3 separate regions of the Arachis hypogaea genome follow, and all the other regions are linked to region 2. A link is a contact called in public Hi-C data. All regions are on one chromosome and are shown on one strand. The core of a region is the stretch at or near the end of the contact, and the rest is flanking DNA. Distances in the headings are between cores, read along the strand shown. Region 1 holds the start of LOC112770944. Region 2 holds the start of LOC112772809 (protein FAR1-RELATED SEQUENCE 5-like). Region 3 holds the start of LOC112771751 (cytochrome P450 71A1-like).

The links. A called contact is a pair of places that touch in the nucleus more often than the background predicts.
Region 1: a Hi-C map of leaf shows a contact between it and region 2, with 4 times the contacts expected there. The contact joins the promoter of LOC112770944 here to the promoter of LOC112772809 in region 2. A contact is called at or near these places in 4 of 8 Hi-C or Micro-C datasets (leaf and an unstated tissue).
Region 3: a contact with region 2 is called in a Hi-C map of leaf, with 2.8 times the contacts expected there. The contact joins the promoter of LOC112771751 here to the promoter of LOC112772809 in region 2. A contact is called at or near these places in 2 of 8 Hi-C or Micro-C datasets (both in leaf).

The regions. Positions count from the first base shown.
Region 1 is chr18:115,969,861-115,973,380 of arahy.Tifrunner.gnm2.J5K5, forward strand. It overlaps LOC112770944, which reads right to left and starts at 1,776. Exons shown (of 7, transcript XR_011875816.1): 1 at 1,128-1,776; 2 at 318-694; 3 at 28-172.
Region 2 is chr18:115,750,122-115,754,056 of arahy.Tifrunner.gnm2.J5K5, forward strand. It overlaps LOC112772809 (protein FAR1-RELATED SEQUENCE 5-like), which reads left to right and starts at 1,450. Exons shown (of 4, transcript XM_072223923.1): 1 at 1,450-1,724; 2 at 3,870-3,935.
Region 3 is chr18:115,566,473-115,570,027 of arahy.Tifrunner.gnm2.J5K5, forward strand. It overlaps LOC112771751 (cytochrome P450 71A1-like), which reads right to left and starts at 1,741. Exons shown (of 2, transcript XM_025816562.2): 1 at 714-1,741. The coding sequence starts at 1,730.

The sequences.
Region 1 (3,520 bases), core at 526-3,025, 220 kb after region 2:
CCATTACAGCAATTACAGCAAAATTACCCAAACTCCTTGTTAAGGCTGTTGGCGGCAGCATTAGTACCGGCCTTATCAGAGGCACCATATTTGGAAAAATCATCCTTCACTCGCTCCAGAAACGCAATAGGAACCTGCCTTCCAGCAGATTTATCCGCAACAACACAGTAAGCTGAAAAACGACAATGCAGCATTTCAAATCACTCAAACACAATGAGAATTCCACCCTAACAATCATCTGAGCAAAAATGCATACGTATGTACACAAAATTGAATCAGAGGAAAACAGATCTAGAGAGAAAAAGAGAGGAACCGACTGAAGCCATTATTGAAGAGGAAGCTGAAGGTGTGGTTGTCGCAGTTGTAGGTGAACTTGTTATTGGAGGAAGGAAGCTTCTGGAGACACTGGAACGACGGCGAGGAGAACAGGGCTGAGTAGATGTTCGCGACGTCGAGCGACAGAAACGTTCGGCGGCAACGACGGCACCCTCGGGCTCGACGACGACGAGGACAGGTCCGGGATTGACGACCTTCTGGCGACGACGACGAGGATAGGACCGGGCTTGACGGCACCCTCGGGCTTGACGACGCGGGGAGGAGAGAATACCTTCGAGAAGCTAGGATGGCAATCACTGGTTGTCACCGCCGATAGTGGCGGGAGCTGATGGGGGCTGAAAAGCTTGTTGATTTTGTTCTGATAGGGGTTAGGTTGGTCAATTTGAGGCTTTGGGCGTTTGTGAAAGATTGAAGGTGGACTGAGGTTTTTTTTTTTTTTTATCAAAACAGCGCCGTTTTGTGTAGATTAGAGCACGCAAACATTTTCAAAACCCGGCCGGTTCAATCGGTTCAACGGTTACGTCGGTTCGACCGTTTTTAACCGGTTTTTACAAAACGGTTTTAGATGTCAATCGGACCGGTCAGATGATCGGTTTTCGGTTAATCCGATCGAACCGACCAGTTCGGTCCGGTTTTCAAAACACTAGACATCGATTACCCACTCTAACCAATATTAACATGTGGATCATCCACGTGTCATCATTTTAAGCTCAGTTAAACCATAAAAAGCTATTATCAACAGCATCATCCACTCAATAATCAGTTAATCACAATTAACCAAAAAACCTTACCTCAGAGCTTAATTTGATAGTCACAGAATTTTAGGGATAAAGGCAGTTAGCAGAAGCAGCAACAACTCAGGCAGTTTCAGCAGTGACATGGACATCGGCTACCACTACAACTCACGCCAGCAGCTCCAATAAGACAGAACAGAACCAGCGATGCAGCCCGAATCCGGTGAAATAGGGGTGGTGGAAGAGAGAAGGCAGAGGTGACGGCATTGGAGCAGGTTCAGAAGCAGAATCGGCAGTGGTTCCGGCAACTTCAGCGGCAGCAGTTCCAGCAGACAGGGACGGCAGGCGTGGTAGCAACAATGGCAGAGACGGAGGCAAAATGGTGGCTTTGAAACAACAAGCAACAGTGGCGGCGGCGGTTTCTCCCGGCGACTCTTCCTCTTTCTCGAGCTCGCCTCTCCTCCTTCTCAACCTCCCTTTCTCACGGTCTCACTTCTCCTCTGCTATCCACGACTCTTACCTACGTGCAACAATAACAATACCGCCAACACTTCCACGCCACTCCCTTCGACCTTCCCTCTCGGCCTCTGTGTTAAAGCGGATACTCCAATGAAGTTATCCAATTTGTCTTCCGATGTACTTTCATCCAAGACCATTGGATAGATTTTGATAGAAAAATGAAAACATCGTGTAAATAACTAAATATGGATTAATTTTGATTGGATCAACATACTATAAAGTAATAAGTGTTGGAAAATTACTCTTAAAGGCTTTGTTTGGATATAGGAAAGAAAATAGAAAGAAAGAAAATAAGAGGAAAGAAAATGAGAGGAAAGAAAATAGAAGGAAAAGTAGAATTATTTGTGTGTTGTTTGGATGAAGAGAAAATAAATGGAAAGAAAATAGAAAAAATATTTTCTTTTGTTTGGATGAGAAAAAAAGTGAGAAGAAAGAAAATCATAATGATATAAAGTTACATTAATACCCTTATAATAAAATAAAGTATAAATATTTTTATTTATTTATGTTTTATTGTATTTTATGAATATTATAAAATATTATAATTTTATAAATTATTTATCTAATACATATATAATGTTTAAATATAAATCTTTATTATAATAATATATTAAAACTATTAAAACTAAATTTATATTAATAATTATTAATAATAATAGAATTAGGGGTAGTATTGTAAATATACCAAAAGTAACATTATCCTTCTTGTTTTCTTGCTTCTAATGGAGAGAAAAAAATTTTGTGGGACCCACACCAAAATTTTCTTTTCTTCCCATTTTCTTTGGTATCCAAACAAAAGAAAATAAAAATTTCCACTCATTTTCTTTCCACCACTTTTCTTTTCTCTTATTTTCCCTTAATCCAAACATAGTGAAAGAGAAAAAAATAAATAGGTTCTTGAACTTTTTATTCGAAGATATTTTAGTCTTTCACGATTTGAAAATATGAAAATATCATTGACCACTCAAAACGCTTGATATATGGATTCTTCCATTTAATCAGCTTTCTAACATCAAACGAATATGTCTGATGTGGCACCCATGTGTTTATTATAGAGTGATGTATTCGTTATGTTGTCGATGCGTCATCTTTCCATAAGGTTAGAGGACAACTAGGTCCTTATGCTCCCAAAACAATGTCATTCTGGGAGCTGCCCTAACTCTTCAAATTGGGGCCAGACGCCATTGCAGCCCTATAGTTAGAGGATTTTTTTTTTGTTTAAAATTGTGTTCTATTGCCAGTGAAGGAGGTTCTTCGAGCACGCAACGAGTCCGATTGCAGTCTAATATTCATTGCATGGAAGATGGAGACGAGAAGGATGACATTGCTCCAATATGCAAATGTGGAGTGTATGATAAATTGTACAAGTTCAGGACGCCAACTAACTCCAATCGGTTGTTTTTTGGGTGCCCCTTCTTTAAGGTAAGATGGTTATGTAAAGATTGATTAAGTTAGAAAGGAAGCTTGTTTATTTACAAAGGAAGAAAAAAAAAACTAATTTGTTGATTATTCTTGTGTGTTTGCTAGTAACTTGTGTTGCTGTTGTTGTAATTAAGTCTTGAAAAATAGTCAATTAAAGAAGCTATGCATTGTTGTTGACTTATTGTGATGAACTATAGTTTGAGTTCACAGAATTTAGTTATGTTTATCCATTAATGAATGATAATATTTTGTTGTTGTTATATAGTGTGTTTAAATGGCTATATAATATTTTGCTGATGGTCTAACTATGTGAATTTCATTAAATGTTTTGGTTTATTAAACATCCAAACATAAGATATAATAAGTTAAAAAGATTACAATCTTAATAAAATAACATAACATACAGTAGGTCATAGCACCAAAAATTTGTCCTTAGAAAGTATTTCCCATGATGGAAAACAAGAACACCAAATACATCATTCATTTGTAACATTTTTCGACACTGAAAA
Region 2 (3,935 bases), core at 200-2,699:
TTATGATGTATTTTTTGAGAGATAGGATATGTATGTCAAATTGTTTTACTGTTGTACCTCTAGCCGGCCTAATCTTCATGGGTCGAGACTAGTAGATATTTATATATACTTATATATATCTCTTTACTCTTATTCTTTCTTCAAACTTTTAATTATCTACTTATTTCGACGCGCTTACGTATGTTATCTGTAACGACCCAACTTCTAGCGCGTCATAATTGCACTAAAAGTAAGGTGTTACTAACCTGTTTTCTTTTATTATCTATTTAATATTAAGTCTTTCCATCGATATCACATTCCAACCTTCAGGAAAACTGCAGAAAGTTTTGTTTTTATTTATTAAAATCATATATCAAAGATCTCCGAGTAATAATAATTACATAAATACTAATAATAATAAAAGTTATACAAAAAATCAAATAAAACTCAGATACAACACATATCCCTCTGTATAAAGTAAAAGCATAAGAAATAAGAGTGAGGGGACTCTATAAAAGCAACTGAATCATAAATAAAATTAACTACTCGTCCGCAGCTCCATATTGAGTCTTCAAACCTGTGTCATTGAAAGGGTGAAAATTTTTGGGGTAAGAACAAACCACTTGTTCTTAGTAGAGAATGAGAATGCTGTAAAAGTAATGAATCAAATGCAAATAATTAACTTACTCAAGAAAACTGTTTTATCAAATCTTTGAAAATACTTAATTTTACTTTAGATAATTAATTATATTTTTTAAATTTCTAATCTTAAAACAAATCTCAATCACAAAATTAGTCATATTAACCATCTCTCAGCCACATAATTAACTTTCAATCACAACATCAGTTCTTTGTCACCTCAATACATAAATTAATAATACAAGTAAGAGACCCAATTCAACACATAAATAAGTTATAATAAGACAAACAACACAATCACAGAAAAATAAAATAAGCAAACACAACCAAATGCAAATGCGCAAACATTATGATGCATGTTTGTCCTAAGCAGGTCATGAGCTCACATGTTGGTTTACACCCTGCAGCCTGACATTACCTAGGAACTAGTCCTAGATATGGTTTTCTATTGTGTTCTTCATGCATATGTGTCGGTGGTTAAGAATACCACTCCTTCGTGACTACCGGCAGTTGGCGCAAAGCTCGACGCCATAATATACAAATAAGGGGAAACAACGATTCTCAGTTTGTGGGCGTCCCCGAGACCATCACACAACAAAACAACGATCCTCAGTTCGTGATTTTTTTCCAAGATCAACACACAACAAAATAACGATCCTCAGTTTGTGGGCTATCACTACAAAAAAAAAAACGGTATAAAATTGTATCAACATAATGGCAATTTTAAAATACTACTGTTATATTCATAAATTGAGGCGGTTTGTGTAGCTGCCATAATTTGCTTGTGTAAAGCGGCGGTTTTTAGTGAATTTGGTAGTTTTAAATGCCAGTATCTCATTATCTGCTTCACTAACATAAAAACTAACTCTTGTATTTCACTAATAAACGCTGTGCTACTCAATCTATCGAAACTCCATTGCAATTTGAGAACCAAGAAGAAACTCCATCGCAGCGTGAGATCTACGATCTCATCCACGACGTTCTCCTTTGGCGGCAAGCTCCTCCATCAATGTTTTTTTTCCAGCTGCAATCTCCTCCATCAAAGTTTCCTGCTCCACCATGTTGTGCTCTATGAAGCTTCTCCTTCTCCATCTTCGTTGAACTAGGTTTATATACAAATCTGTATTCTCTTCTTTTAATTACTCATATTTTGTATTTGCTAATTGTTACTACTTCTATTTCTTTAATGCTAGGTTTTGATTTTCTCTTTGTTAGCAGAAATTGGGGGTAAATTCTTCATGAAATTCCTTCGATTTTTTTCTTACATGCATGTATACAAATTTGCATTCGTTTCGCGGTTTTGATTTATAAATATGCTCTCGGTTGGTGCTTTACTGATTTGCATAACACGTATTTGATAAATTGTTTGAATGCTTATTTTTTTATCTATATATTTGTTCAATCATTGACATATCTCTTTTTCAAACATATTAACAAACTCTTTTATTAGCTTGAAACTTGTTTCTGTGCTTTGTTAAATTATTTGCTTTAAGGAACAATGAAACATCATCTGCTTTTCATTCTAAGCTTTTGTGCTTTGTTCAATGTGTTATGTAGAACCTTATAGAAGAAAATATGTATCTTGATAACATAATCAAATTAAAGATATTTTAAAAATTGATATACACCATCTTTTGGAAAGTTCACCAAGTCAAAATTTGGATAATGCTTACGCTAACACTGTTGAAATACTTTGGTGACATAAGTGATCATGATATCTGAGAGCCAAAAACAATTGTTATATAAACTGTTAACAAATTGGATAGTTCTACGGCGCTAAGTGCCTAAAATTTCAGCAGCTGCTGAAATGAGTTGTCATGAGGGAGAGAAGGACGGGTGTGGTGTTGGGTGCAATATGCGCAGACAGGATGCTGTTGACATTAGATGGAGTATTGTGTTAAGCTGAAGTTATGGTTAATGATGATTAGATGTTTGGGTTGGACTTTTTTGTGAATATGGCCGTTTGTGGCATTACTGATGGGCTTCGGGTTTATTGTCAAGGGAAAAAAAAGATAGAACAACTTTTGGGGGAGGTTGGACCAAAAAGTCAACTCCGTGTAATGGCTTAGGCCAAAAAGATAGAACAACATACCTTTGAATGATCTTTTATCATCGTTAATTCAAATAATAATGCAATAGTATGGGCCTCGTAAGAAAATGAAAATGCAAAAATATTAATAGTAATAATATCATGGGCCCAAATGGCATTCTTTGTAGCAATATGTTTGGATATTGTATTAGGAGTAGTATTGAATTTCTGTTTCCCTTTCACTCTGGATGGTACAAAGGAAAAATAAAGAGGTTACAGTGATAAATGGAGCCTTAGGGTTAAGACATTTAGGGATTCATTGTAGAAGGGTGTACTTGCAGCAACGGTAGTAAGCGCATTGTGATGATGGCAGAGGAGGAAGAAGCTGGTGACCGCATTCATGGATCTGTCCCGGTGGCAGAGCGAGAGAACTTACGCCAGATGAACTATTTGTGTTCGAATTTTATTTTGTACTTTTCGTTGTTATGGTTTAAGAAGCCATTGATCCATTGTGTAGTGTGATCTTCTGTCTAATTTATTGATTGGCTTAAGGTCGTGGAATGTAGGCACTGTTTGTTGAACTGTATTAAATTGTGGATAGTTAGATAGCCTAGTAGTTGATATCTGGAAGCTCTGGTGAATCATTAATTAGGATTAGCATTATGAGTAAGTTTTGGGATAATGTTATGCAAACAAATGACATAATACTTGTGTTAAATTAAATTGTTGGGATAGGGTGTGTAATGAGGATGATCATTTTTATTAAACTCGACTCAGACCCTTGCGATGTGTGGGGAGCCAAATTAAAAAATATTGTATTATTTATTAACTGACTTATTTATGTGTTTGCTGATATGGTTTAGAAGATTGTATAGTATGGCTTAATTTTGAGATGTTCTTTGGTTGGGTATGTATTAAAATAATTTAGGAAGAAAATAAGAATAAATGTAGCATAAAATTATAAATAATTATTTATTAATAATGTTATGTTAGAATATCTTCATGAAGTAGATGTTGTATGCTAAAGTTGAATACGGTTAAAGATACTTTGAACTATTCTTTTGAGAGAATATATGAGATGGTAGAAAAATAGAAAAAAGTATTACTTAAGAACTGAATCGTTTGAGGAGACCAATTAATATATCCGTTGAGTAGTTTTTCCTGAAAATTGTTATTAGTATATTATATATGTAAATGTCAATTGTGTGTAACTTACATGTAGATGGAGGTATCCTTAAGTGATGCGGCTGTTGGTATCGGGGGGACTGAAACCGAGGCTGATAAGGAA
Region 3 (3,555 bases), core at 491-2,990, 180 kb before region 2:
TATTAACCAAATGAAATAATGGGTTAAAATAATACGCTACTGATGACTAAATATCTATTAAAAGATAAATATACTATCTGCCAACTTATTGTTAATAATAATTAATATTAAAGACATCTTCACTAGAAGACACATATATAAAGAAATATATTCAAAAAACATATTTATAAAAATATTTTTATTAAATACAATCATAAAAAAAATATTTTTATTAGACACATCTATAAAAATATTTTTATTAAACATAATTATAAGCAAGAGTTAGTAAAAATTGATAGAATTTTTGTTCATTACGTAGCGGGGTTGCAATTAAAAATAGGAAAAGAGTTTAAAGAGTAAGGCGAACAATAGAACAAATTTATAGATGATAAAGTAAACATTATAATAATATAGGATCAAATGTCAATATAAAGTATTAATAACATACTCTAAAGCATGTTAATATACTCTAAAGTAAACATTATAATAATATTGTATTTATATAGAACTTACGTTCCAAATATTAATGATAAATAATATACTCTAAAGTATATGACTTTGATGGCTCCTAGTATTTTTCTATGATTTATTTCAAGTAAAATAATTAATTCAAAATTTATTCAATTTTACAAAAGTTTACTTTCAAAAACATCCCAAATTAAAAACACAAAATGAGTCATTCTATATATTATGCTGATCCTATATTATGAGAAAGGAAGATAGAAGAAACAAACCACTAGGATTGCTTTGAGATCTTCTCTAGTGAACTCAAATTCAAGCATACCCATCTCTTGAAGATGAAGAAGTATAGCCACAAAGTCTTTGTTACTATCATCATCATCATCATTGTTCGTCTTATTTTTCTTGTGCTCTTCAATTACTCCTTCCATGAAAGCATCTACTGCTACAGAAGTGGCATTAAACTTGGAAGTCAAGCCTCTAACAGCATCAACCCAACCCAATGAGGGGAAGAAATCACCAACACAAAACTCACCGAATTGCCTCACCAACTTCCTGCCAAGCTCTCCAAAGCTTCCATGACCACTAACTTCTGAGAAATCAAAGTTTTGTCCAAGAACACATCTTGAAACGATGTTGTACGATGTAGCAACCAACAACTCACTAAGATTAATCACACAAGATGATGATGAGACTTCTCTTGAGCACGCTTCTTGGATGGTAGCAACAAGTTTTGCAACCTCATGTTGTCTTACAGGGAGAAGCGATTTAACTTTTTTGGTACTTAGAAGTTTAACAACACAAACTTTTTTTTTCTGTCTCCATGCTTCGTTGTAGGGCGCAAACGCTATGTCTTTGCAGCCATAGATACAGATATTTCCGGCCGTCGTTCGAGGGCGGCTCGCGAAAACAAGATCATGGTTTTTGATGATTTCCTTGGCCAAATCTGCAGATGAAACCACTAATGCTGGGATTTGCCCTAACTGAAGGAACATGAGAGGGCCATGCTTGTTGGAGAGTTCTTGGAAAGAACGGTGTGGCAGTGTTCCTAGTTGGTGAAGGTTTCCAATGAATGGTAACTTTGGTGGTGATGGTGGAAGATTTATAATTGATTTGCTTCTTCTTGTGATAGTTAGATTAATCACAAGAAGGATGCTAATAATGATGGCAACTACTATTGAAAGGTAGAGGGTTGAGTTAAACTTATCACATGGGAATTGTTTTAGAATAATGGATACAATAGTTGCCATTCTTAGCCTCCTCCTTCTTTCTCCCTCAATCTCCGTTTTCATATATATATATATACATTAAACCACGTGTTGGAACTCTCCATGTATATATATAAGTAAAAGGTGGAAACTCATGAAATTAATATTTAAAAATGGTTAAATAAATTAATAAGTTTGATTAAATTATTATTTAATAATTTTTAATTATAAATTTTATATAAAAATAATTATATATAAATATTTATTTTAGTAAAAATTTATATGTAACTTTTTTTAATTAAAAATAATAATTAAAAATTATTAAATAATTTAATATATTTTATTATATTATAATTAAATAATTTTCAACTATTAATTTCATTTAATAATAATTTTACATAAAATTTTTTTTATTATTATTGTCCTCGTAGTTTTTGTTTGAACTTTTAATTTTGTTAGTAAATTATTTATACCAATATATAAAGGGGATACGAAAATTTAGTTTTTAATTTTTTTTTTATTTTACTCTTATTTCTTTTTTATTAAAAAATGACTTTGTCTCACGATTGAATTTAAAAACGGATTAGCTTTTAGTAAAAAACTACCATCATGTACTCAATTCTTTTTGTTCTTTTATAAAAAAAATGGTTTTACCCCATCACACAGTTTAAAATTGATTCATTTTATTTCAAGTAATATAAAACTTAACATATATTCTGATAATTTATTTTTGTTATAAATTCAATTTTGATTAATATCTATGTTCTAATCTTTAAAAAATCTAAAAATGGAAGTGCATAATAATGAAGCTGTCCAAGTAACAAACATCATAATAATATAATTGGTTGTTAACAAAATTAATTAAATTAATATACACAGTTTATATATTTTTAATGTATATGGTTTAACTTTAAAAAAAATTTACATATAATAGAGTACTCTTTAATCAAATAATATATAAAGTTATTAAAATTTGGTGTCTAACTTTGTAGACTTGGTGTATTCTTACGCAATTCATTTCATAAAATCTATCACAATATATAAAGGATAAAGGAAATAGAAAAGTTTGGTGTCCAATTTTCACTTTTTCATCTTTAACTCTACTAATAAATAATAATTAATATAACTGTCATGTTAAAAATAGGTCAAAAATATGATTATCAATTAATTTTTTTTTATTTTTGTTACATCTACCCTTTTATTTTATATATAATTTTTATTCATGTTGTTTTCTTTCTTATTTTACGAAGTATATGAGATACTCTCTATATCTTTCTTCATTTCATGAAAAAAAATAATGATAAATATAAAAATTAAAAATTTTAAAAGAATAATATCTATAACAATATATATAGGGAATAAAAGAATTTTGTGTCTAATATCCGTTTTTCTATCTTAACCTGTTAAAATTTTGGTTTTTTCATTAATGATATATGTTTGTAGTTTTATACCCCTATGGATGTGCGAATCCTAATGTGAATATTCTTACGGAACGAATCTGTTACGGCCTGGCCCAAGTAGTTTACGGGCCGGCCCGACCCGAGCAGCACCCGACCCGAACGGTCGGGGGAGATGCTCAGATTCCGATCCGGACACGCGTCCCTGACAGCTTTGCCACAGCTGTGCAAGGGAGGCCTTGAAGAAGGTGGGCCTGTCCCTACAGGGCCCACCTCTGACACGGTATATATGGGGAAGGACCTACCCTTCCCCCAAGGTACGTCACATACCAATCACCCCCCTTTTCGCCTGCACATCCCACTGACTTGAGCGTCGGAGTGTCTTTGCAGGTGACACCCCCTTCCACATCTAAAGAGCTCGGGACCTCGCTTACCCCCCCCAATCCGGAGAGGTACGTCCAGTCGATTTCTCCCCTATTGACCGGGATACTCACCCGACCCGTCTGGTATCC